Regions from separate parts of the Pan troglodytes genome. Here regions 1 and 3 are each linked to region 2. The links are chromatin contacts, called in public HiChIP or PLAC-seq maps. All regions are on one chromosome and are shown on one strand. Each heading gives the region's core, a stretch centred on a gene start, on an enhancer-like site or on the middle of the called end of the contact. The rest is flanking DNA. Distances are from core to core; before and after follow the strand shown.

Region 1 (3,905 bases), core at 503-3,002, 290 kb before region 2:
GAGTATCTGGACCTGATCTCAGTCTTAACCCCTCATACACCTTGGCCTAATCCTCAGTACTCAAACCTGCCCTCTCAGCACTTTGGCACCCTAACTTATACCCCTCTATTAGGTTTCACCCTCACCTGTCCAACACATTCTAGCCCCCGTACTCCTCTTAGTCCTGATGCACATCTGATCCAGTCTCCGCCCCCACAGAACCCCCAGCCTGCCAGAGCTCAGCTACCCGGTTTAATACAGACCCATCCTCGCGGCCTCGCCCTCAGTCTGACAGTGGCCCTGCCTTTGCCCGGCTCTGATTCCGCTTCGTCCACAACCCTGCCCCAGCCCAGTATCTGGTCCACTTCTGATCTCACTTGTTTCCGCCATCCCATCCGCATCCCCGACTTCTCCCTAACCGCGGACCAGCCGGTACTCCAGGTCTGTCTCAGATCCCTCAGGGTCCGGACTGCCCAAGGCCCCGCCCCCACGGTCCCGCCCTGCGGCGGCCCCGCCCCTCCCTGCCCCGCGTTACTCCTGATAGGGCCCTGACCCGGCTGGCGGCCCCGCCCCAGGACCATTCTGACTGGGCCTGGCCCGCGGTCCAGCCCTGACCCCACCCCCCTCCCGGCCCCACCTCCAGCCCGGCCCCGCCTCTTCCCCAGGCAGGCCCGGCAGCGCACCTGCAGCTCGTCGAAGGCGTCGTCTATGCCGGTGACCTGATGCTGCTCGTGCAGCGCAGGCTCGTCGCAGAAGAAGCAGAGCAGCGCGCGGTCCGTGAGGCAGAAGAGCTTGACCTTGTCGTGCGCCTGGCAGGGTCGCGCGGCGCGGCGCGCGTTGAGGATGGCGTCCAGCGGGAAGGCGCTGTAGCGCTCCACGATGTTGGCCAGCTTGAGGCTGGGCGCCAGCGCGGGCTCGGCGAACGTGCGCCGGCACTCGGGGCAGTCGCGGGCGCCCTGAGCCTCCTGCCGCACCCAGTGCTCGGTGATGCAGCGGCGGCAGAAGTAATGCTCGCAGCCCAGGCTCACCGGGTCCTGGTAGATGCTCAGGCAGATGGAGCACAGCAGCTCGTCCTTGAGGCTGCACGCCATGGCGCCGGGGGCAGCAGAGAGGGGGGCCCGAGGGGCAGGGGGGCGGCTGAGAGAGCGCGGCGCTGTCGGAGGCAGCACCGAGGGCTGGGCGCGGGGACGAGGCCCGCACAGGCAGGGGTAGGAGCTACCGGAGAAGGGAGGGGGTGCTGTCCGGAAGGAGGGTAACGCGAGGAAGGGGTGCGCGGCTGAGACTCCGTGGGACGCCAGCCCGGGAGGGCAGTCTAGAGGTAGTGGGCAGCTCAAGGCGATGGGCGCTGGGAGGAGGCTGTGAGCGGCTGAGGGACGGAGATCCTGACGGGGAGGTTCTAGGGGGCGGGGCAGTCCTAAGGGATAGGAGCTGGGAGAAGGGGATCCCGGAGCGGGGTGGAGCCCTTGAGGGGGTCGAAATCCCGGGGTGGGGGCGGTGCGGGGAGGGCGAAAAGCTGGGGATGGGGAATCCTGGGGGAGGGGGCAGCCAGGCCGAGCCGTACATTGGCTGTGACCGGCAGAGAAGAGGAGGGGTGCCGGCCCGCTCAGCTGCCGGATCCCGGCCCCAAACCCTGGCCCAGCGCGACCCCTTACCCCCGCGAGCTTAGCAGCCACCGCTTCGGTCCAGCGCAGCCTCTCAACCCGGAACCAGCCGAATCCGAGCAGCCGGTGGCCGCGGCTGCCTCCCCGCCCCCGTGGGCGGGACCCAAGCAACTCCGCCCCCGCAGCGGGCGGGGGAGGGGCGGGGCCACCAGCCGGTTGACCCCGCCCCACCCCCACCATCCTCCAGCTCCCGGGGAAGCGAAGCCCAGCTGTTCCTTCGGGGTGTGTACTTGGAACTGCATCCAGGTCTCGCTTAGGGTCCCCGCGGCGAGGCGGAGCAGCTAATTTGAGAGCACAACAAATAAACAAGGAGCATCTTTCTGGATCATCGATTTGAAGATGTAGAAAAAATCATATTTTGTATTAAAACGAACAAGAATTTATTTGGAATACAACTTCTGCATAAAATATAAAGATAAAACTCTTGAAATGCCCTGCTTGCTTAGAGCAAGTTCAAGGCCCTCACACTCCTAAGCCCTGGGGTCCCATTTCCTCTTCACTTTCTTAAGGAGTGCTTGGGGAGAAGTTTGGAAAGCCCTGGCTAACATCTGGCCCCGGAGGCTGCCTCCATTGGCAAACAATTCTGGAGTGCTGTATTTGTGTGTGTGTGTGTGTGTGTGTGTGTGTGTGTGTGTGTGTTAAGGCGGTGAGGGGTGGAGCAGGAGAGAGGGAGAAAAAGTAATAGGAGAACTTGTCTTGCGTGCCAGATGGAGAGGGGATAAGGGATTTCTAGGCAGAGGAGACAGCCTGTGCAAAAGCATAGAGGCGTGAAAGGGGAGGGTGCAGTGAAGGAAGTGCGAGTAATTCTGTACCGTTGGGGGTGGGGTGGAGAAGGAGCCTGGGTGGGCTGGAGGGCATTGTGGGTCATGGTAAAGAATTTCTTGAAGGCATGGGGCTTTCAGGCAAGGGAATGACCTGGTCCGATTGGGTTTCAGGAAGTCTCAGAGATAATCATTATACCATCTGCAAGGTGAAGAAGACAGGGAGCTTTTCCAATGTGTCTGCGCATGCACAGCACTCAGCACACAGTAAAGGTGTGTAGCTGAATAACCGCATCAACGCCCTGGGTTGCAGGAGGAAGGAAAGACTGGGCACCCCTAAGGTGCTGTTGTCATCGTGCCTGCAGGAGGCGAGACCCGAACTGGGGCCCCAACAGTGGGTAAGGAGAGAAGACTAGGGTATTGCAAGTACAGACACGGTGACATTTGGTGATGGTTGGATACGGGGGTGAGGGAAATGAGCCATAGAGGGTGGCTACCAGTTTCTGCCTCCTCCAGAAATATCTTCATTGGTGTTAAACTTTATTGAGGTAAAGTTTATGAAAAAGCTCTCAGTTTAGTTCTCTATGGTTAACACTTTCTCCATCACACCCTCATCTGGCCCAGAATCTCCATCATTGTGAGAAAAATAGTTGGTTGCTCATGCAACAGCAGTTTCTCAACTTTTTCTTATGGGCAGAGCCCTGATTTTGTTCAGGTGGCCCCCTTCCCCAAGTGACCCAAGGAAGGCTGACCCCAGCCCATTTCCAGGAGTGAGCCTTGTTTGGTCCAAGTCCATTATGGTGGTCTCATGGAGTGAGTCTTGTTTGGTCCAAGTCCATTATGGTGGTCTCATTCCTCTTGCCAGTGACGGTTTGGGCAGGTCCAGCCTGAAAAACTAAAGGGGAAGCCTATGGCAGAGAGGGGTTTTCAGGAAACGGTCTCTTTACTTTGCAAAACAGTCTGCCCCCTTTGCTGGGATATGTTTGGTGGCAATGCTTGGAATAGCAACAGCCATCTTGCTCCCAGTCTGAGAATGCAGCAAATACAGAAGGGAGGGCAAGGCCAAGAGAGTCCTAGGGAAGAGAAGCTTTTATTCTGATGCAGAGTCTGGACTTCAGGATATGTGAGATGGTCCATCTTATTGCATAAGCCAGTTTAACAGTAGTGCATTGTCACTTTGCAACCCAGAGAATCCCAACTGATATACTGACGTGCACCCCTAATGAGGGGGTGGGGAAAGTGAACAGGGCAGAGTCTAAATTATTGAAGCGTTTGAAATGAAATGAAAAAAAAAAAAAAAAGGCTTGATGATGGATGAAACAGTGACTTCATTATTCAACATGTATTTACTGATGCTGACTCCAAGCAGGTCTTTGTGAGGAGGTGGAATAAACTATGCTCCTTGCTCCCAAGGAGCTGGCAGTCTAGAGGGCAAAATCAATGAGAAATTCTTATCAGACACAGTAGGGCTTGCTAAGCGTTCTCACATATATTATTGGATTTG
Region 2 (3,613 bases), core at 360-2,859:
GGACTTCGTTAGTTTTTTCTCTTCTGTAGAATGCCAGGCTTTAATTAGACAAAGGCTGAGGGAAACCATAGAATAATTCGAGGCTGTATTGAGGGCGAGGCGCGCCCTCTTGTGTCCTAATGATGTCCTCTCCTCTCTCTGCACACTCGCCTCCCTTCTTCCTCTTAGGGCAGATGATGCTGAAGTGGACACGTCCTTACCTGACCCTGCAAAGCTGCCTCTCCAGCTTCAGATCCTGACACGCTCTCAAATGTTTCCGGCTCCCTTGGCATCCCACACTGTTGCACTGTCCCTCCCCATCTCAAACCCTCCTACTTCCACATATGGTCTCTTCCTCATGCAGTGTAGGACCTTTGGAGTCACATGCCTAGGGGGTGACAAATCCCAGCCCTGGTTCTTATTGGCTCTGTGATCTTGAGCAGGTCACTTCGTTTCTCTAAGTCTCATTCCCTCTTTGTAAAGTGGAGCAAACAATACCAATCTCATAGGGCTACTGTGAGACTTCAACACCAAGGAGTATTTACGGGTTGTTATTATGTTTACTGAGTAAAATCACATGAGTTATTACTACAAATAAGTTGGAACACGTTTCACAGAGAAGGAATTTAAACTGGGTCGTTAAAGCTAAGAATTCTCCTATTTTAACACTAGCCAACATGCATTGAGCTCTTACCACATGCTAGGTATTGTCAATTTTCCCTAAGCCACATAACCATTGGTAATAATAATAATAGCTAATGATTATGTATTTTATTGTATTTTCTATTTTTTAAAATAGAGACGAGGTCTCACTTCGCTGCCCAGGCTGGTCTCAAACTCCTGGACTAAAGTGATCCTTCCGTCTCAGCCTCCCAGAGGGCTGGGATTACGGGCATGAGCCTCCGTGCCTGGACTAGCTAATGATTATTAAACACTTCCTGTGTGTCAGACATGTGTCACGCTCTTTACATACCTTCTCCCATTTATTCCTCTCAACAACCGTCTCAGGAAGAGGCAAGTATTATCGTTCCCATTTTACAGTTGGGAAAATGCAGGTATAAAGAAGCTAAGTAATTTGCCCAAGGTTTCACAACGCGGGTGGTATGACCTGTATCCTTCATTTGAAAGTAAGAACTTTCAGACACAAGCAGCTTGACTTCAGAGACTTTTACCTAAATAGTCTCATTTAACCTTCATAACACCCTGTGATGCAAGTTCTCTTACATTACTTGCATTTTATAGATGAAAATTCCAAAGACAAAATAGATGGCAGTAATTTGTTCAAGGCCACACAGCTGCGAAGTAGTTGAGTTGGGATTTGGATCCATGTCTGACTACAAAGCCCACATTCTCAACACCATATTAGATTGTTCATGCCCCAAAGTATTCACAGTGGTACAGAGCACCCGCATTTATATGAGGATTATTTTGTAATAATGATTAACATTCTTCCAACACCTAGGAAGTGCCAAGCTCTGTACTAACTGATTTACATAATAATAGCTAACAATCGCTGTGCATTATTAGGAGCCAGGCCCTGAGCTAATCGTTTTAGGTGTATTATCTCATTGAAAGTTCACAAAACTCTGTGACATGGATGCCATTACTACCCTCATTTTATGGGTGAAGAGAACGAGGTTCAGAATTCTTCCAAAGTCACACAGCTTAGCTGTAAGCTGGAAATTAAAGCTACAACTGTCCAGTTCTCTCCTGCCTATCGGGCTGGTCACCTCTAGTCATTCTCTCTTCTTATTTCTTATTGTGTCTGCTTTGATCTTTCAGGGTCTGAGGCTCTCACTTCGACCCCTCAATAGAACTGGGCCCCCTTCTGCTCGAGTGCCCTCCCATTGGGCGGTACTGTTATCCGGGAGCCTATGGAAAAGGCCAGGATCGCAACAGGTCCCGCCCCCATGTGTCGCGCCCGTTCCGATTTGTTCCAGTGCCAGGGTCCGTTAGAAGATGACATATCTATTGGCTGAAGACGTCTGAAAGGCAGCAAACGGAGGGGGCCGCCCCCGGCGCTCGCGCGGTTCCTTCTGGGAATTGTGGTCTCAGACGTTCCATTCCCAGGGTGGCGCCGCTCGGACTCCGCGTCCCAGCATTCCCTGCACGAGCCCGGGAGCACTTCCGCCCTGTTGTGAAGTGGGTGTCTCGGTGGGTGAGTCCGGGTGGCGGGGCGGGGGCAGCTGAGACGCAGGCTCTGGGCTGGAGACTTAGGAGGTGGTGGTGACACAGGGGGCTGGGGAAGGTGAGAGGGGAGAAAGAAGCTTATATGTGGGGGTGGAGGGTGAGGGACGGTCAAAGGATGTAGAGGCCGGAGATGGGAAGGGTCATACAGGGGTCGGGGATGAGGAGGCGATAGAGGGCCCTGGGAATGAGGAGGGCCTTAGAAGGGTCTGAAGGTGAGGGGGTTGAGGGAGGTTTTGGAGGTGGGAGGGTCATAGAAAGGTCTGGAGACCACAGAGGAAAGGATAGAGGGTCTGGGGCCCTGGCAAGAAGTGAAGAGGGCCTGAGCTTGAAGCCCGACCTTAAAAATAGTGTTTCAATCTCTACCTTCCCGTCTAGAACAAGCATATCTAATTTGTTACCTCCCTAATGATTGTTACCTCTGGAACCCAGTGGATGGGACTGGCTATTGTGTTCTGCCCCAAACCTGCACTTCTTTCCTTATGTCTTATGGAAGTCAGTGGCACGATCATCCCATTTACCTACCTACCTACCTACTTACCCACTGATTCCTCTTGCATTCTTCCACGTCCAAGGATCTTCCGATCTTTAATTTCTTTAATATCTTTTCAGTCGGCCTCTTTCTTGTAGGGTTTTCGCAGAAGCCTTTTCAGTTTCCCAGCATGAACACACACATTGCACCTAGTGTGATCTGTTTCACCTACAAATCTGATTATGCCTTCTGCTTGAAAACCTTCATTGGCACCCAGCACCTGTAAAGTCCAAACACCTTGTCCTTCATAAACTCCTTTTGCAGCCTAATCTTCATGCACCTCACACTCCAGGGCTGTCAAGGTTTTCCTCATTTCCTGGGTAGGCCATTTGGTTTTCCATCATTATATATGCTGTTCTCTCAGCTTAGAATATTCTCTCCTTGCCCTTCACCTTCTTTGCCAAGAGAACTTCTTTAACTTAAAAAAATTTCAACTCTTACTTTGCTCAATTCCCTTAAGCAAATTAAGTCACCCCCAACCCTCAGCTCCCATAACTTCTCCTATTACCACATTTGATCATAATTATCTGTGAAGTGTGTGTCTCTTCCATTAGACTGTGAACATCTCCAGGACAGGAACAGTGTCTCAATCACCTCTGTTTCCCCATTGCCCAGTCTAGAGCAGTAAACACTTGATGTAAAGCAGTAAATACTTGATGTATGTATGTGTGAATGAAGACCATGCAGGGTAAGCTTTGCTATACCAGCCTTGAAGACTTCTATTGCCAGTGGATTTCCAGGGCAGGAGCTTTAGTCTTCCTCTGCCTGGCAAGGCTATCTGCTGGAAGCTGAAGCTGATTCATTGCCAATGGGAGTTTAAGCCAGGGGTGACAAATACATGGAATGTGTGCTGCCAGTGCCCCTTCCTGTGTCCCTGGCAGTCATGGCTAATTGGTTGGTTCACAGCACATATTC
Region 3 (3,844 bases), core at 1,290-3,789, 350 kb before region 2:
AGAATCATATGGTCAAAATTATCATTGAAAATCCCTTAGAAAGCTATCATATTGGAATCTTGTTTATCACACGCCCTTTCCCTTTCCCTTTCCCTTTCCTTTCCTGTAACGTGCCAGACACACTTACAACCCCAAATCTCTGCATAGATCTCTCTCCCTCATCCCTTCAGGTCTTTGCTCAAATGTAATGTTCTCAGTGAGACCTTCCTGACTACCCACTTCAGGCTGGGAGTGACGGCTCATTCTTGTAATCCCAGCACTTTGGGAGGCTGAGGCAGGAGGATCACTTGAGCCCAGGAATTTGAGGCCAGCCTGGGCAACATAGTGAGATGCCATCTCTAAATCAAACAAGCAAAAAAACTGTAACATTTCCATTCCTGCCCCAGCATTCTATAATCCCCTTCAGAGCCTTACTTTTTCCTCCATAGATCACCGTCTAACATATTATACATTTCACTTAGAATTAAGTTCTGAGGGCAAAGATTTGTTTATTTTGTTCACTGCTGGGTCCACAGTGCCTAGAATACTGTCCTTCATGTAGATGTTCAAGAAATTACTGAATGAAGGAATGAATCTTTCAGGCCTCAGCTTGGGTGTCTCTCTCCTTTCTCTTACTTTCTATTCCTTCATTAGGGGTTCCATCTCTGGGCTTTCATGCATCCTGTATTTGTCCCTATTAAAGAACTACTGATCACAACGTACTGTAGTTTTCCTCTCTAAATACTTGTCTTCCTGCGTATCTAATCCTATTGATTCCATAAAGACAGGGAGTGTTTCTCCTATTTTCTAGTGTGATCTGGAACCTAAGACTGTGCTTACCACAGAGTAGACACTTAGTGTCTTTTGAATAAACTAGTTTGGGTGGTGGTGGTGCGGTAGCCCTGAATGGGAGTGGGGGATGTGGCTCCTTGTCAGCTCCTGAATAGGTCTAGATCCTGCACTAGGAAGACCATTGACTAGCATGAGCTGGGGGCCTTTAAAATAACCTCAGAATAGCACCTGGGAACAAGCCAGCTCCATACACTAGTGAGCCCCAGGCAGGGAGGCACGTAGGACCCCCCCAATAGCGCTTTCTGTTTTTCCACTCAGTTAGGTGACCTTGGGGTAGGATCGCCAAATAAAATACAGGACATCCAGATAAATTTGAATTCAGAAAAACAATGAGTAATTTTTTAGCATACGTGTCTCATTGCAATATTTGGGATAGTCTTATACTAAAGCATTACTCGTCGTTTACCTGAAATTCAACTTCAACTGGGCATCCTGCATTTTATTTGCTAAATATGGTAACCCTACTCTGGCAAGTCCCTGTACGCTGCATGTCCCTCTCTGGGTTTCGCTTTCTCCATCGGTGGAATGGGCACAGTTCTGTGAGACTTGCCTCAGGGATTCCTCAGGCTGAGCAAATACCCTCATGGATCGTCCCTTTGTCCTGGTGAGTCGTATGGGAAGCGCGCTTGTCTGAGGAGTTTTTCGCTGTGTAAATACGAGAAGCTCCTTCCTCCAAAAGCCTCCGTTTTCTCATCTGAGCATATGAGACTCTCAGAAGTGGAAACGATTGCCTGGCGGAGCCATGACTGCTCAGCTTCCAGCCACCGGAACCCCCAGCTCACAGCCCCCATCCCTTGAGGCCACGGTCTTCCGGTAGCGTAAAGTCACTTCCGTATTCGAGAGACTTCTAGGCTTCGAGCCACGCGATGTCGCGCCCTCTGGCGGCTGGGAGGAGGGACCGACTTTACCAAACGGTGAGAAGGAACAGGGAAGTCCGTTGGTTGAAAGACGGAGAGGCGCAGCTCAGTCTTCCAACCTCAACCAATGTTAAACCGAACCTTCGCCGAGGGCGGGGCTCTCACGGGAAAGGGGTCAACCCAGGACTGAGGCGGCGTGGGAAGCGGGCGACCTTATCTCTGCTCAGCTGGAAAAAGGCCCGGGGTAACACCGGAAGTGGGCTTATTTGCGCATCAGCTACTTTCGCTTCTACTTAAAAACGGAGGATCTGGGTAAAAGAACCGAAAGGCTGTACGAACCTAAGACTTGTCTCCGATGTCCTTCTCAACCATCAATTTCATATGCGAGGGAAAACACCTGCTGGGTTCACGCAGAATATAAAGGTCTTTGAAATAATTCTTGATCTCTAGGCCAAGGAGTTTTACATTTTAAAATAATCAAGCGTGCCTACTGCTTGCCAGGCCCTGCTCTCGCCTTCACTCGCATTATTCAATTAATCGACACAGGCCTGTGCAGTGCGTCTTAATGACAAGGACTCCTACCCTCCACTGCCTGTGTTGGAATCCTGGTTCTGCCAGTTATTAGCTGTGTATCCTGGCCTAAGTCACTCTCTGCCACAGTTTCTGACTCTGTAAAATAGGATAATAGTATCTACCTTATACCATTATTCTAAAGATAAATAAATTTAACATATTTAGGTTGGGCATGGTAGCTCACACCTGTAATCCCAGCACTTTGGGAGGCCGAAGGTGGAAGGATTGTTTGAGCCCAGGAGTTCAAGACCAGCCCGGGTAAAATAGTGAAACTCCCCACCTCTCCAAAAAAAAAAAAAAAAAAAAAAAAAAAAAAAAAAAAAATTAGCCAGGCGTGGTGGCAAGCACCTGCGGTCCCAGCTACTCTGGAGGCTGAGGTGGGAGGAGGATTGCTTGAGCCTGGGAGGTCGAGGCTTCAGTGAGCCGTGAGTGGGGCACTGCACTCCAGTTTGGGCAACAGAGTGAGACCTCGTCTCCAAAAGAACAAAAAATTTAACGTATTTAAAGCACTCAGAACAGCACCTGACACATGGTAACCACAGTAACCAGGTAAGTTATTTTCATTTACAAATTGAGAAATGAGGCTTACGTATGAAGTAACTTGTCTAGAACAGATAGCAACTAGTGGAGGCAGGTTGGGAAAGTCTCTGCCTAATCTGAATCTCAATCACTATACCTGCCCCACCCTCTTCCTGTGTCTACAGGGAGCCTGTGATGATCCTAATTGCCTTTAAAGCATCAGATGTATTTATTTGGTAGCATCCTATTACAAAGTGGCTGCTCTCTGGGCATTTTTGTAATTTTAATGAAGTTGGTGAGGTCCTATAACTTGTCTCTCAGACCAGGGGCAAGGCTTCTGGGAGAAGTCAGAATGGATGGCTTCAAGATCCACCTCCTACTAAATCCTACTTATGGAAAAATCAGTAGAAATGAACTTCTGAACATGTTACATTTGAGATCTTTTCAGATATCCAAGTGGAGATAATTGTGATTTGGTGTGGTAAGTGCTGTGTTAGTGGAAAGCACAGGGCACCAAGGGAGGTCTGATTAGGGATAGATAAAGCTGCCGGCCAGGATTAGGACAGGCGTGGCAAAAGCAGCAGGTCTTGGTGAATGAGTAGGAGTTGGCCAGGTAGAAAAGTCTGGGGAAGTTGAGAGGAGCATTCCAGACCAGGGCACTGGCGTGTACAAGGGAATGGTAGTTTGATGATTCAGAGCCCTTTCTGGGAACTGGAGTATAGGATGGAAGGTAAGAATGGAATGGAGATTGGGGGCATATTACGAAGAAGTGATCTAAGAAGACACTTCTTATCAACTAAGACAGACCCTAAGATTAAGGAAACCAAAGTTAAAGTTACCTATGGGTTGGGGGTTCATCATATCCCTCCTAACTCTGATTTACAACCCAAGACCGCTACAACTCTGATTGGACAGAGGACCGGCCTTACAAACATTCTCTTCTGATAAGCAACTGCAGACCTTAAGCCAGTTTCACCAGCTGATAAAGGCGGTACACAGACTGTCTTTGGGTCCTGTGGTTCATCTTTTGATATAAAGAGTCAAATTCTACCTCATTTTAATGC

Evidence for each region. HiChIP or PLAC-seq counts read pairs in DNA pulled down with a chosen protein or histone mark.
Region 1: an H3K4me3 HiChIP or PLAC-seq map of stem cell-derived excitatory neurons shows a contact between it and region 2, with 5 times the contacts expected there. The contact joins the promoter of TRIM62 here to the promoter of ZSCAN20 in region 2. A contact is called at or near these places in 1 of 1 datasets of contacts at active chromatin or transcription factors (stem cell-derived excitatory neurons) and 1 of 1 other capture datasets (stem cell-derived neural stem cells).
Region 3: a contact with region 2 is called in an H3K4me3 HiChIP or PLAC-seq map of stem cell-derived excitatory neurons, with 8 times the contacts expected there. The contact joins the promoter of ZNF362 here to the promoter of ZSCAN20 in region 2. A contact is called at or near these places in 2 of 7 Hi-C or Micro-C datasets (induced pluripotent stem cells and stem cell-derived neural progenitor cells) and 1 of 1 datasets of contacts at active chromatin or transcription factors (stem cell-derived excitatory neurons).

Annotation. Positions count from the first base shown.
Region 1 is chr1:197,791,527-197,795,431 of NHGRI_mPanTro3-v2.0_pri, reverse strand. It overlaps TRIM62 (tripartite motif containing 62), which reads right to left and starts at 1,752. Exons shown (of 6, transcript XM_063783061.1): 1 at 1,632-1,752; 2 at 663-1,132. The coding sequence starts at 1,070. All of the region lies in intron 2 of ZNF362 (zinc finger protein 362), which reads left to right.
Region 2 is chr1:197,499,957-197,503,569 of NHGRI_mPanTro3-v2.0_pri, reverse strand. ZSCAN20 (zinc finger and SCAN domain containing 20) reads left to right here and starts at 1,609. Exons shown (of 8, transcript XM_009453334.5): 1 at 1,609-2,137.
Region 3 is chr1:197,846,230-197,850,073 of NHGRI_mPanTro3-v2.0_pri, reverse strand. ZNF362 (zinc finger protein 362) reads left to right here and starts at 2,539. Exons shown (of 9, transcript XM_054665602.2): 1 at 2,539-2,810. The coding sequence starts at 2,791.